2 separate regions of the Zea mays genome follow, and region 1 is linked to region 2. A link is a contact called in public Hi-C data. All regions are on one chromosome and are shown on one strand. The core of a region is the stretch at or near the end of the contact, and the rest is flanking DNA. Distances in the headings are between cores, read along the strand shown.

Region 1 (5,605 bases), core at 629-3,128, 220 kb after region 2:
CTAGACATATACCAAACATATACATTAAGTGTTGCATGAACCCACTAATTTGCTAAAACGAATTTTATTTTGAGACAGAGGGAGTATTACTAAATGTACATATAGTTCCATGTTTGCATTTGGTTTAGTGGCATCTTTTTTTCTGCCAGGTTATTTGACATAATAATCTTTTTATATGCTGGGTTCGATGTGTACATGAACCACAAATTAGTAGTTTAGTACAGTGAACCCCCTCTTATCATTCCATTGCATATATAACATGTGTATGTATCGGTGAATGGTAGTCACCCTTTGTCTGTGCTTGAGTACAGGTGCAGAAACTGGATGAGATGGGCTAAACCTTTCCCTGAATCTAGCTAACCTGCTGCGGTTGCCTTGTAACCTTGCTTTGCTGATTTTTATTTTTACTTTGACATTTCTTTTGCAATTTCTGCTCATTCAAGGATGTTGTGTCTCTTTTGCAGGTTGTCAAGTATTCTTGGTGGCTATGTATTGCAACAATAATTTAAATTGATCATTCTGGTGAGTTTTGGTGTGCTCTTGGCCTTTTGTCAGGGTGGTACTGTGTGTCTGTGCATTTAGGTGAGATTTGCTAAGTTGCAAGTATGTCAACTTGAGTAGGAAAATTTCAATTAAAAGTATCTGAGAACTGGTAGGAAATTCGTGGCTGAAAGACATGTACGACTACCTAGCCTCTTCAACATAATCTTAGTTACAGTTCGGTAACCTGTGAACCTACTGGTAAAGATAAACATGTGCTTGTTTAAGAACCATTGTATTTTCTTCTATTGATTTTCATGATCAATTGCTGGGTTATAGATTAAATTCCATGATCAATTCCATGCTAAGTTGCAATTTCTATTGATTTTCATGATCAATTGTCTTCTATTGATCAGCAGTGCTGGGCGGGGTTGACAGAGAGTTAGATGACGCTGACGTTGTCGTGGTAGACAAGTGTGCTACTGGTGAGGGGACTGTGAAGCTCCTGGAGGAGCTGAGTTGGTGCATCCAGCTTGCCTTAGCCACCCCATTGTCGACAACTAGGTACTCACCCTCAGCACACTGGAGCGTGAGACCACATGCTGACACTCACTTGGAGGACTAAGAGATGAGGTTGGCCACAAGAAACACTGCATAGCCAGAGGTAGACCGATGGGTGTCCGAGTGCTCATGTCTAGAGGAGTGCTCGCATACGGTCGTTTTGGTAGAGCGGGAGTATTTCAACTATGGTAAATTTTAATATTTCAATATGGAGACTCCAAGAGCCGTTCCGTTCCTCTTTTGTTTGAAGCCAAACATCCAAAAAATAAGAATGAAATAGTTACATTCTCTTCCATTCAACCAAACACACCCTTAATCTGACTTACCACTCGAATGAGGTAGCAATTCATTATTACCATCTAAGCCAATGGCTATGGTAACATGCGAACAAATAGTGACGAGTACCAACAATAATAAGCAACTTCATATTTGGGGAAGATCATATATACTAAGCAACTTGAGCAAAGACAAAAAAAAAGCTAAGCCCAAAGGAAAAAAAAATATATACTTAATGAAGATCTCTGACTCTCCGTCCAATCTAGGCTCATCACAATACCGTTTGTCCTCCAGAATTAGCACAGCCCATTTTAGAAAAGGTGCTACAAGACACTGAAACGTAAAAGAGCTACCCAAATATCCAGAACGGAAAACCTATTGACCACGTCCTTTACCTCTCAAATAGACGATGCTCTTCTGCACGTCAAAATATAGCGACTCCCAACGAACACGGGCCGCCACACAACATTGAAACCATGCATCCACGTCCGTACGCAGCCATTTGATCGTCATGGTCGCTATAAATTTGCTCCCCGTCCGATTCAACAACAAGCTTGTGGCCCAAGATGGCAAATGCTCTCCTAGGTGGCCTGTGGGCGATCGTCGTCGTCGCGGTGGTCGTCGGCGTTGTCGCCACCGTCACCCACTCCGGCAAGAAGGCCGGCGACGACTTCACCGTCCCGGGGGAAGCCTCCATTGCCACGTCCGGCAAGTCGGTCGAGTCCCTGTGCGCGCCCACGTTGTACAAGGAGTCGTGTGAGAAGACGCTCTCCCAGGCCACCAATGGCACCGAGAACCCCAAGGAGGTGTTCCACAGCGTTGCCAAGGTGGCGCTGGAGTCGGTGAAAACAGCGGTCGAGCAGTCCAAGACGATCGGCGAGGCTAAGGCCAGCGACTCCATGACCGAGAGCGCGCGAGAGGACTGCAAGAAGCTCCTCGAGGACGCCGTTGACGACCTCAGGGGCATGCTCGAGATGGCCGGCGGCGACATCAAGGTGCTTATCAGCCGGTCCGACGACCTCGAGACATGGCTCACGGGCGTCATGACGTTCATGGACACCTGCATCGACGGCTTCGTCGACGAGAAGCTCAAGGCCGACATGCACACCGTGCTGCGCAACGCCACCGAGCTCAGCAGCAACGCGCTCGCCATCACCAACAGCCTCGGCGGGATCCTGAAGAAGCTGGACCTCGGCATGTTCAAGAAGGACTCGCGTCGCCGGCTCCTGTCGGAGCAGGACGAAAAAGGCTGGCCAGTGTGGATGAGGTCGCCGGAGAGAAAGCTCCTGGCGGCGGGCAACCAGCCTAAGCCGAACGCGGTGGTGGCCAAGGACGGCAGCGGCCAGTTCAAGACCATCCAGCAGGCTGTGGACGCCATGCCCAAGGGCCAGCAGGGGAGGTACGTCATCTACGTGAAGGCCGGCCTCTACGACGAGATCGTCATGGTCCCCAAGGACAAGGTCAACGTCTTCATGTACGGCGACGGGCCCAAGCAAAGCCGCGTGACCGGCCGCAAGAGCTTCGCTGACGGCATCACCACCATGAAGACCGCCACATTCTGTGAGCGAGCCTTCTTCTTCACCACCATTTTATATGTACATAGACGTGCCAGGAACTTTATGGATATGGATTGGCAGCCGTCGAGGCGTCCGGGTTCATCTGCAAGAACATGGGCTTCCACAACACGGCCGGCGCGGAGAGGCACCAGGCGGTGGCGCTCCGCGTTCAGGGAGACCTCGCGGCGTTCTACAACTGCCGGTTCGACGCGTTCCAGGACACGCTGTACGTGCACGCCCGGCGCCAGTTCTTCCGCAACTGCGTCATCTCCGGCACCATTGACTTCATCTTCGGCAACTCGGCGGCGGTGTTCCAGAACTGCCTCATCGTCACGCGGCGGCCCATGGACAACCAGCAGAACTCGGTGACCGCGCACGGCCGCACGGACCCCAACATGAAGTCGGGGCTCGTCATCCAGAACTGCCGCCTGGTGCCCGACCAGAAGCTCTTCCCCGACCGCTTCAAGATCCCCTCGTACCTGGGCCGACCCTGGAAGGAGTTCTCGCGCCTCGTCATCATGGAGAGCACCATCGCCGACTTCATCAAGCCCGAGGGCTACATGCCCTGGAACGGCGACTTCGGCATCAAGACGCTCTACTACGCCGAGTACAACAACCGCGGCCCCGGCGCCGGCACCAGCAAGAGGGTCACCTGGCCTGGGTTCCACGTCATCGGCCGGAAGGACGCCGAGCAGTTCACCGCCGGGCCGTTCATCGACGGCGGGTTGTGGCTCAAGTTCACCGGCACGCCGCACATCCTCGGGTTCAAGTTCTAAAGACCGCATGCATGGCATGGTATATACAGCACACGCTAGGGAGGTGGTACATACATGTTTGTACCTGAGGTGTCGCAGGACAGGAGGGCTAACGTTTGTACCTTTACCCTTTTTTTCTTTTCTTTTTGATTCCTTTGGTTGTTTCTCTTGGTGAAAATTTTCAGGAAACGAAAAATATTTTGGACAGTGATCTGTTGCGTCATTGATTAATGCATAGTTTGTGTGTTTTAAAAAAATCCACTGACTCTGTTGTTGCAGGGCAGCTGATCAAACCCTCAGTATTCGCCTAGGTACGTCTCAAACACCAATAACGAACGTTGTACATCAAACCAAACCATGCACCTGCTAGAACGAGAACTTGAAGACCATGTCGTGCTTGTACTCCTGTCCGGGCAACAGGGTCTGAGACGGGAACTCGGGGTGGTTCACTGCGTCCACGTACCCCATGGTCTCCAGCGTGAACCCGGCGTACTGGTCGTACACCCCGCCGCCCTTCCCCTGGGTGTGGTTGAGCCAGTTCCCGGTGTAGAGCTGCACGGTGGCCTGGTTCGCCCACAGCTCCACCGCCCTGCCGGACGCGCCGTCCCGGACCTGCGCCACGGGCCGCATCCCTTCCCCGTCGACGACGTAGTTGGCGTCGTACCCGACGACCTTCCCGCCCGTGACCTGGCGGATGCGCGCGCCGATGGGCGTGGGCGTCCGGAAGTCCAGCGGCGTGCCGGCGACGGGCGCGACGCGCCCCGACGAAGGCAGGAGCTCCTCGTCCAGCACGGCGTACCGCGACGCGTGCAGCCGGAGCTCGTGGCCCAGGACGTCCCCGCTGCCCTGCCCGCCCAGGTTCCAGTACGCGTGCAGCAGCAGGTTCACCGGCGTCGCCCTGTCCAGCGCCGTCGCGCTCATGTGCACGCCCAGCGTGTACGGGCCCGACACCCGGTACGTCACGTACGCGTCGAGGTTCCCGGGGAAACCTGCTCACCATAAATAAAGATTCCCGTTGACGGACGCTACTCGATCGAGCTCACAAGAGCTGTTAATTAAAGCCTTTTGGTTAATTTGGGCGTACCTTGCTCTCCGTCGAAGCTGTGGTAGTACAGGGTGACGTATGGGGAGTCGCCGCCGCCGACATACTCCTTCACCGTCCAGACGCTTTTGCTGAACGCTGTGCCACCACCTGGATGCACGAACAGATGCAGGTGAATGAGTGAACGATCTCGCTCCCATGTCATGAACAGCGGTGGAAGTGGAACTCGATTACTCGAGGACTGATCCATCACGGACGGTTGGAGCAGAGCAATCCTCTGGCTCTGGGTGTAGGCACGAACCGTACCGTGAATCGTGTTCCTGCCGTCGTTTCGTTGCAGGTGGTAGACTTTCCCGTCGAGGACGAACCGGCCCCTCGATATCCGCTGAGCCACGCGGCCGGTTATCGGTCCAAAGTAAGAAGTGTCGTTCTGCGTGGGAAGAACAACTTTAAGCCGCTGTTGTGTGTTGAAAAATTCAGCAGCGTGCCATAGCCATAGGCTCCATTCACATGATGCGTATCGACACTTGCACGGTCTCGCTTATTTTTTTTCCCCCTCGAGAAGAGAGAGAGAGAGAGAGAGAGAGAGAGAGAGAGAGAGAGAGAGAGAGAGAGAGAGAGAGAGAGAGAGAGAGAGAGAGCATGATCTCGAGTGATCTTTGTCAGTTTTAAATTAGGGGAAGATAGCGATGGAGTGCCATCCTGTACAGCACAGATCACAATGTGATAATAATCATTTCCTTCCAGTTCCCCTTAATTTTCTTTTCTACAAAAGTTCGGTTGGTGGCCTAATATTCTAGCTCTAGCTCATGCTTGGTTTTCAAAGTCTTGACCGTGGTGCTTGGGATTCTAAAGCTGAACGAGAGAGAGTAAATGAGGGAGAATAGTAAAGAAGAAGAAAAAAATGAAGTCGCTATGTTTGGAGAGCGACCGAC
Region 2 (5,005 bases), core at 859-3,358:
GAGACACGATTTCATTTCATCAAAGAGTGTGCCAAAGGTGGACGGGTCTCAATTCTGAAGATCGACACTGAAGAGCAGCCGACAGACATTCTGACAAAGCCTCTTGGACGGGTGTGATTTCTGCAATTGCACTCAAAGATCGGGATGACCAGGATCGTCAACAACTAGATTAGGAGGTAATTTTAGGTAATCTAGTTATTTCATATCTAGTTTGTTAATTTGTTAGAGAGTCACATCTCCGTGTTGTAGTGATCTCATTCTGTTGAGAGTTACTGAGAGTTCAAGAGCGCTGCATCGTGTGAGAGTCTAGGAGTTTGTTGTGCCGATCGTGCCCGTCATGATCCTGCACAAGCCACTGTGGTGGTGGATAGGCCGAACACTTGAGTCTTGTAAGAGTCTATAAATGGGAAAAGATAAACTGGAAAGCTGTGAAGTTCTGCAGTGCCAAAACAACTATGTGTTCTTGAGCCGACTATTCACGTCTGGCAACAGAGAGCGAGCGACCAGAAAGCAGATAAAAGAGAGGGCGAGTGAGCGAGAGCTTGGCTGATAGAGATGTGATAGTCTAAGATTAACATACCATGATAATTTGTAATAATATGTCCAAAATCGTCCCACACTACACCAGAACCATTTCCTTCAGGGATCTAAAATGAATGAAAAGTTTCATTAAAACAGGTCCTTCTCAGACCTTTGTATATTAATATTATGTTAAACACTATGTACAAAAGATACTGATGAGAACAGAACCACATATGAGCGGATTTTTTTTCCTGTCTGTGTGCGTGTGTGTGCGCCTGTGTGTTAAAAAATTAACAAATACTATTGAGCCTGAACTTAGATCATGTAATTCTTTTAGTTTACCTCCACAACACCAGTAACATTAAGCTGCGGCCGTAGTGTTGCATCAAAAATGTTCACAACTGAGTAAGTATTTATTTCAAATAGCTCTGCAATCCGTTTCTGCCATTCATAAGCATGACCCAAAGAAGCATAAATATATCTTGAGAACAAGCTTATCGGATAAACCAAGCAAGTAGGTCCAACTGAACACTGACCTCAGTTGGAAATAATGGCCCAGATGGAAAAATCTTAGGAGTCACATCCTCGATTTTGACAGACGTATCACCCAAAGCAAATGCTGCAGTAAGAAAATGGCACATTAAAAGGGTCCATATACCATGGACAATTAAAAAGCAACCTATTGCAAAGAGGAAATTGTCTGGCCATTGTGAAAGGTACTGAGAGTATTTCTAAGAACACCTAGATACGATGTCATTCAGTCCGAACCTGGAAAGTACCTTGAAGAATGTAAGCTAAGACAAAAGGCTGACAAAGCAATAAGCTTCCTCTTTGACACGAGCCATAAGGTTTTGCTTGACATTGCACCACGGTCACCTGTTGCCCTCATTGACCTGGAGGATTCAGAAATAAAAAATAAAGAGAAGAATCCAGCTAACAAGTAAAATCATATGATAAGAAAACTAAAATCTACGCGAACCGATAGCAACATCTATAGTAACTGCACAGAGTGACAGAAATAGAAATGGTATGGGGGTATGTAGAGTATTTTAACAAATCATGACTTTTTTTAATAAACACGCTCTTATCTTGTAGCAACCAGCCAACCACAACCACTTATCTGATGCCAAACGGAAGTACGGAACTAGTTTACCACAGGTGCCACACACCACACAGTACACTTGAAGAACAAAAAGAATGGGAATTGGAATGGAAACCGCCAAGTACAAACACGAGCAAAGTATGTAGCAACCCAGAACTGCTTGGTTCTGCCGATCAAAATCAAGTCACATAAAAAGAAAAGAGAAAAAAACATCCTGGTGGGCGGAATTGCGGAAACAAGTTGTGAGACCTTGGAGGCGCTTCCTCGCTGTCGTGGGTTGCCGAGGTGACGCCCTCGACGACAACCCTCCGACGGCTGACGCTCCTGGCCGCGGCATGCGCAGCGGGCGCGTTGGTGGACGGTCCGCAGGGTAGGCACTGCATCTGATCCGAGGTAGTCCTGGTTTCCCAGAGGGAGGACCGGAGGAGGATTCGTGTCCGTGTGTGGTGCACGAGCTGCAATCGAGTTTGGGGATAGGAGCTGGAGGGGTTGCCGTTTGACATCTGACATCTCTGTTCTCTTGCCTCCACTCCATGGCACCTCGCTTGAGCCTGTGGGCCGCTCCCGGGCCGCAATGGGCTTGTAGGCCGAGACCCCGTTCTCTGTTTACATGGGATTATTTGCTACCGTCGGATTCAAAGGATGGCATCGGACGTTCCTATGACGTTCACAGGATTTGGATCCCTCGTTCAGTCGTTCTTCCCCCAGGCCCCAGCCTCATGCCGCCGGCCTAACCAACCAACCTCATGGCCGCCGCCATTGCCGCGGCGCTTCTCCGCCGCTCCACCTCGCACCACCGTCTCATATTACCTCTCCTCTCTCACCTCCACCGCACCTTTCCGCAACCCTCGTCCCCATGGCTCCCACCCCAACACCGCTTCTTCTCCACCGGCGAATCAGCCGGCGATCCCACCCAGAAACCGACGTCTTCTCTTGACCCGAAGAAGCTATGGCGCGAGCTATCCGCCTCGGACCCCGCCGTCGGATCCTGCCGCCTGCCGAAGGCCACGTGGGATGCCATTGTAGGCCTCGTCCGCGGCTTCGCCAAAAGTCCGGCCATATCCGACCAGGCGCTCGCGCTCTACGTCCCCTCTTCTGCCTTCCCATCCTACGTCCGCCGCTTCCGCGCGTTCATCCTCCCGCGACTCTCCCGGGAGTCCGCGGCGCATCTCCTCTCGCTCCCCGCTGAGGACGCACACGAGCTCCTCCTCCCGGCCTTCGCAGAGTTCTGCTTCTCCAACTTCGCAGACAAGCTGAGGCAGCACAGGTCGGTCATGGCCGCGGCCGACCTCACGGCCCCGCACACCTGGTACCCCTTCGCGCGCGCTATGCGCCGCCGTATCGTGTACCACTGCGGGCCCACGAACAGCGGCAAGACGCACAACGCGCTCACCCGCTTTGCCGCAGCCAAGTCTGGGGTCTACTGCAGCCCGCTCCGTCTCCTCGCCATGGAGATCTTCGACAAGGTCAATGCGCTCGGTGTCTACTGCAGCCTGCGCACTGGACAAGAGGTTAAGGAAGTGCCTTTCTCCAACCATGTCGCATGTACCATTGAAATGATGTCCACTGAGGAGCTCTACGAAGTCGCCGTGGTTGATGAGATACAGATGATGGCTGACCCTGTCAGGGGCTTTGCGTGGTCGCGCGCTGTGCTTGGGCTCAAGGCGGATGAGATACACCTCTGCGGTGACCCTAGCGTGCTCAAGATTGTCCAGAAGATTTGTGCAGATACTGGGGATGATTTAGTGGTGCATCAATATGAGAGATTCAAGCCTCTTGTTGTTGAAGCAAAGACACTTCTTGGGGACCTCAAGAATATCCGCTCTGGTGACTGCGTTGTTGCTTTCTCACGCAAGGAGATATTCGAGGTGAAGCTGGCAATTGAGAAGTTTACAAAGCACAAGTGTTGTGTTATCTATGGAGCTCTGCCACCAGAGACACGACGACAACAAGCAAAGTTGTTCAACGAGCAGGATAATGAGTATGATGTGCTTATAGCAAGTGATGCAGTCGGTATGGGGCTGAACCTTAACATTAGGAGAGTTGTGTTCTATAGCTTGGCAAAATACAATGGGGAAAGGATGGTTCCAGTTCCCGCTTCGCAGGTAAAGCAGATTGCTGGTCGTGCTGGTCGGAGGGGCAGTGTCTATCCAGATGGACTCACAACAACTTTCTTGAAAGATGATTTAGATTATTTGATTCAGTGCCTGCAGCAGCCATTTGAGGAGGCACAAAAAGCTGGTATTTTTCCTTGCTTTGAGCAAGTTGAAATGTTTGCCAGCCAATTCCCTAACCTTTCTTTTAATGATCTGTTGGATAAATTCCGTGATAGTTGTCGCATCGATAAAACATACTTCATGTGCCAGCAGGACAGTATCAAGAAGGTTGCTAATATGCTTGAGAGGGTGCAGGGGCTATGCCTCAAGGATCGCTATAATTTTTGCTTTGCTCCGGTAAATATAAGGGATCCAAAAGCCATGTACCATCTTTTAAGATTTGCCACCAACTATTCTCATAGCCGTCGTGTTGGCATCGCAATGGGAATACCAAGGGGTTCTGCAAAAAATGACGCTGAGCTTCTGGACCTTGAGACAAAACATCAGGTCCTATCAATGTATCTATGGTTGTCACATCATTTTGAGGAAGATAACTTTCCTCATGTGCAGCAGGCTGAAAACATGGCAATAAATATTGCTGATTTACTTGGCAAGTCGCTTGCGAAAGCATGCTGGAAGCCTGAATCAAGACAGCAAGTTAGGGGGCGACGAGAAGGAAAGGATGAGTACAATGAGGAACAAGCATCAAATGAAAGTGCAAATGATGTTCCTACAAATGGTTATGAACGGCCAAGGGCACTTGATAAAACACTAAGGTATCCAACCCATCCTTTTTCTGCCTTAGAAAGTTAAGTAATTCAATCATTCAGTGTGGAAGAATATACTCATAAGTTTTCAGATATTCTGGATTTTGTTGTTTGCCTCTGCTTTAATTGGAGAATTATCTGTTGCGAACTTACCTGTGAAAATGTAGCTCCTACCCCCCCCCCCCCCCCCCCCCCAACACACACACACACAAAAATCCCGATATCCCTTGTAGCTGGGAAATTGTCCTTTGCCTTGCAGTATGTTCAGAGCTTGTACTTTTTGTGACCAACTTGTGAAGTTGTTCAGTACTCCCAGGAAAAACAAACACTTCTAACAATTTGAGTCCATCTCTAGGTAAATGAGTTAACTTGGGTATGTTTCTTGCCGATGCCCATGATTTTTTTGTGGTATATAATACATATCTCTGAGCAAGCATTGATATATTTTATAACCATTTTTTGCACCTGCAAACTAATTGCACCATGAACCCCCAAGAGAAGTCCATATATCCTTGTCA

What was found. Hi-C and Micro-C count contacts between places; a contact is called where the count stands out from the background.
Region 1: a contact with region 2 is called in a Hi-C map of endosperm, with 1.9 times the contacts expected there. The contact joins the promoter of LOC107546770 here to the promoter of LOC100272554 in region 2. A contact is called at or near these places in 6 of 25 Hi-C or Micro-C datasets (bundle sheath, ear, endosperm and 2 more).

Annotation. Positions count from the first base shown.
Region 1 is chr2:44,178,178-44,183,782 of Zm-B73-REFERENCE-NAM-5.0, forward strand. It overlaps LOC107546770 (Pectinesterase 5), which reads left to right and starts at 1,879. Exons shown (of 2, transcript NM_001322852.1): 1 at 1,879-2,877; 2 at 2,955-3,885. The coding sequence starts at 1,884. The coding sequence ends at 3,649. LOC100383094 (Galactose mutarotase-like superfamily protein) reads right to left here. Exons shown (of 5, transcript NM_001175765.1): 3 at 4,977-5,100; 4 at 4,713-4,820; 5 at 3,879-4,617. The coding sequence ends at 3,995. It also overlaps a transcript of LOC100273682 not described here.
Region 2 is chr2:43,954,987-43,959,991 of Zm-B73-REFERENCE-NAM-5.0, forward strand. LOC100272554 (Protease Do-like 8 chloroplastic) reads right to left here and starts at 2,109. Exons shown (of 13, transcript NM_001365562.1): 1 at 1,874-2,109; 2 at 1,291-1,415; 3 at 1,059-1,141; 4 at 865-963; 5 at 581-647. The coding sequence starts at 2,007. LOC100285160 (ATP-dependent RNA helicase SUV3) reads left to right here and starts at 2,290. Exons shown (of 2, transcript NM_001158054.2): 1 at 2,290-4,496. The coding sequence starts at 2,371.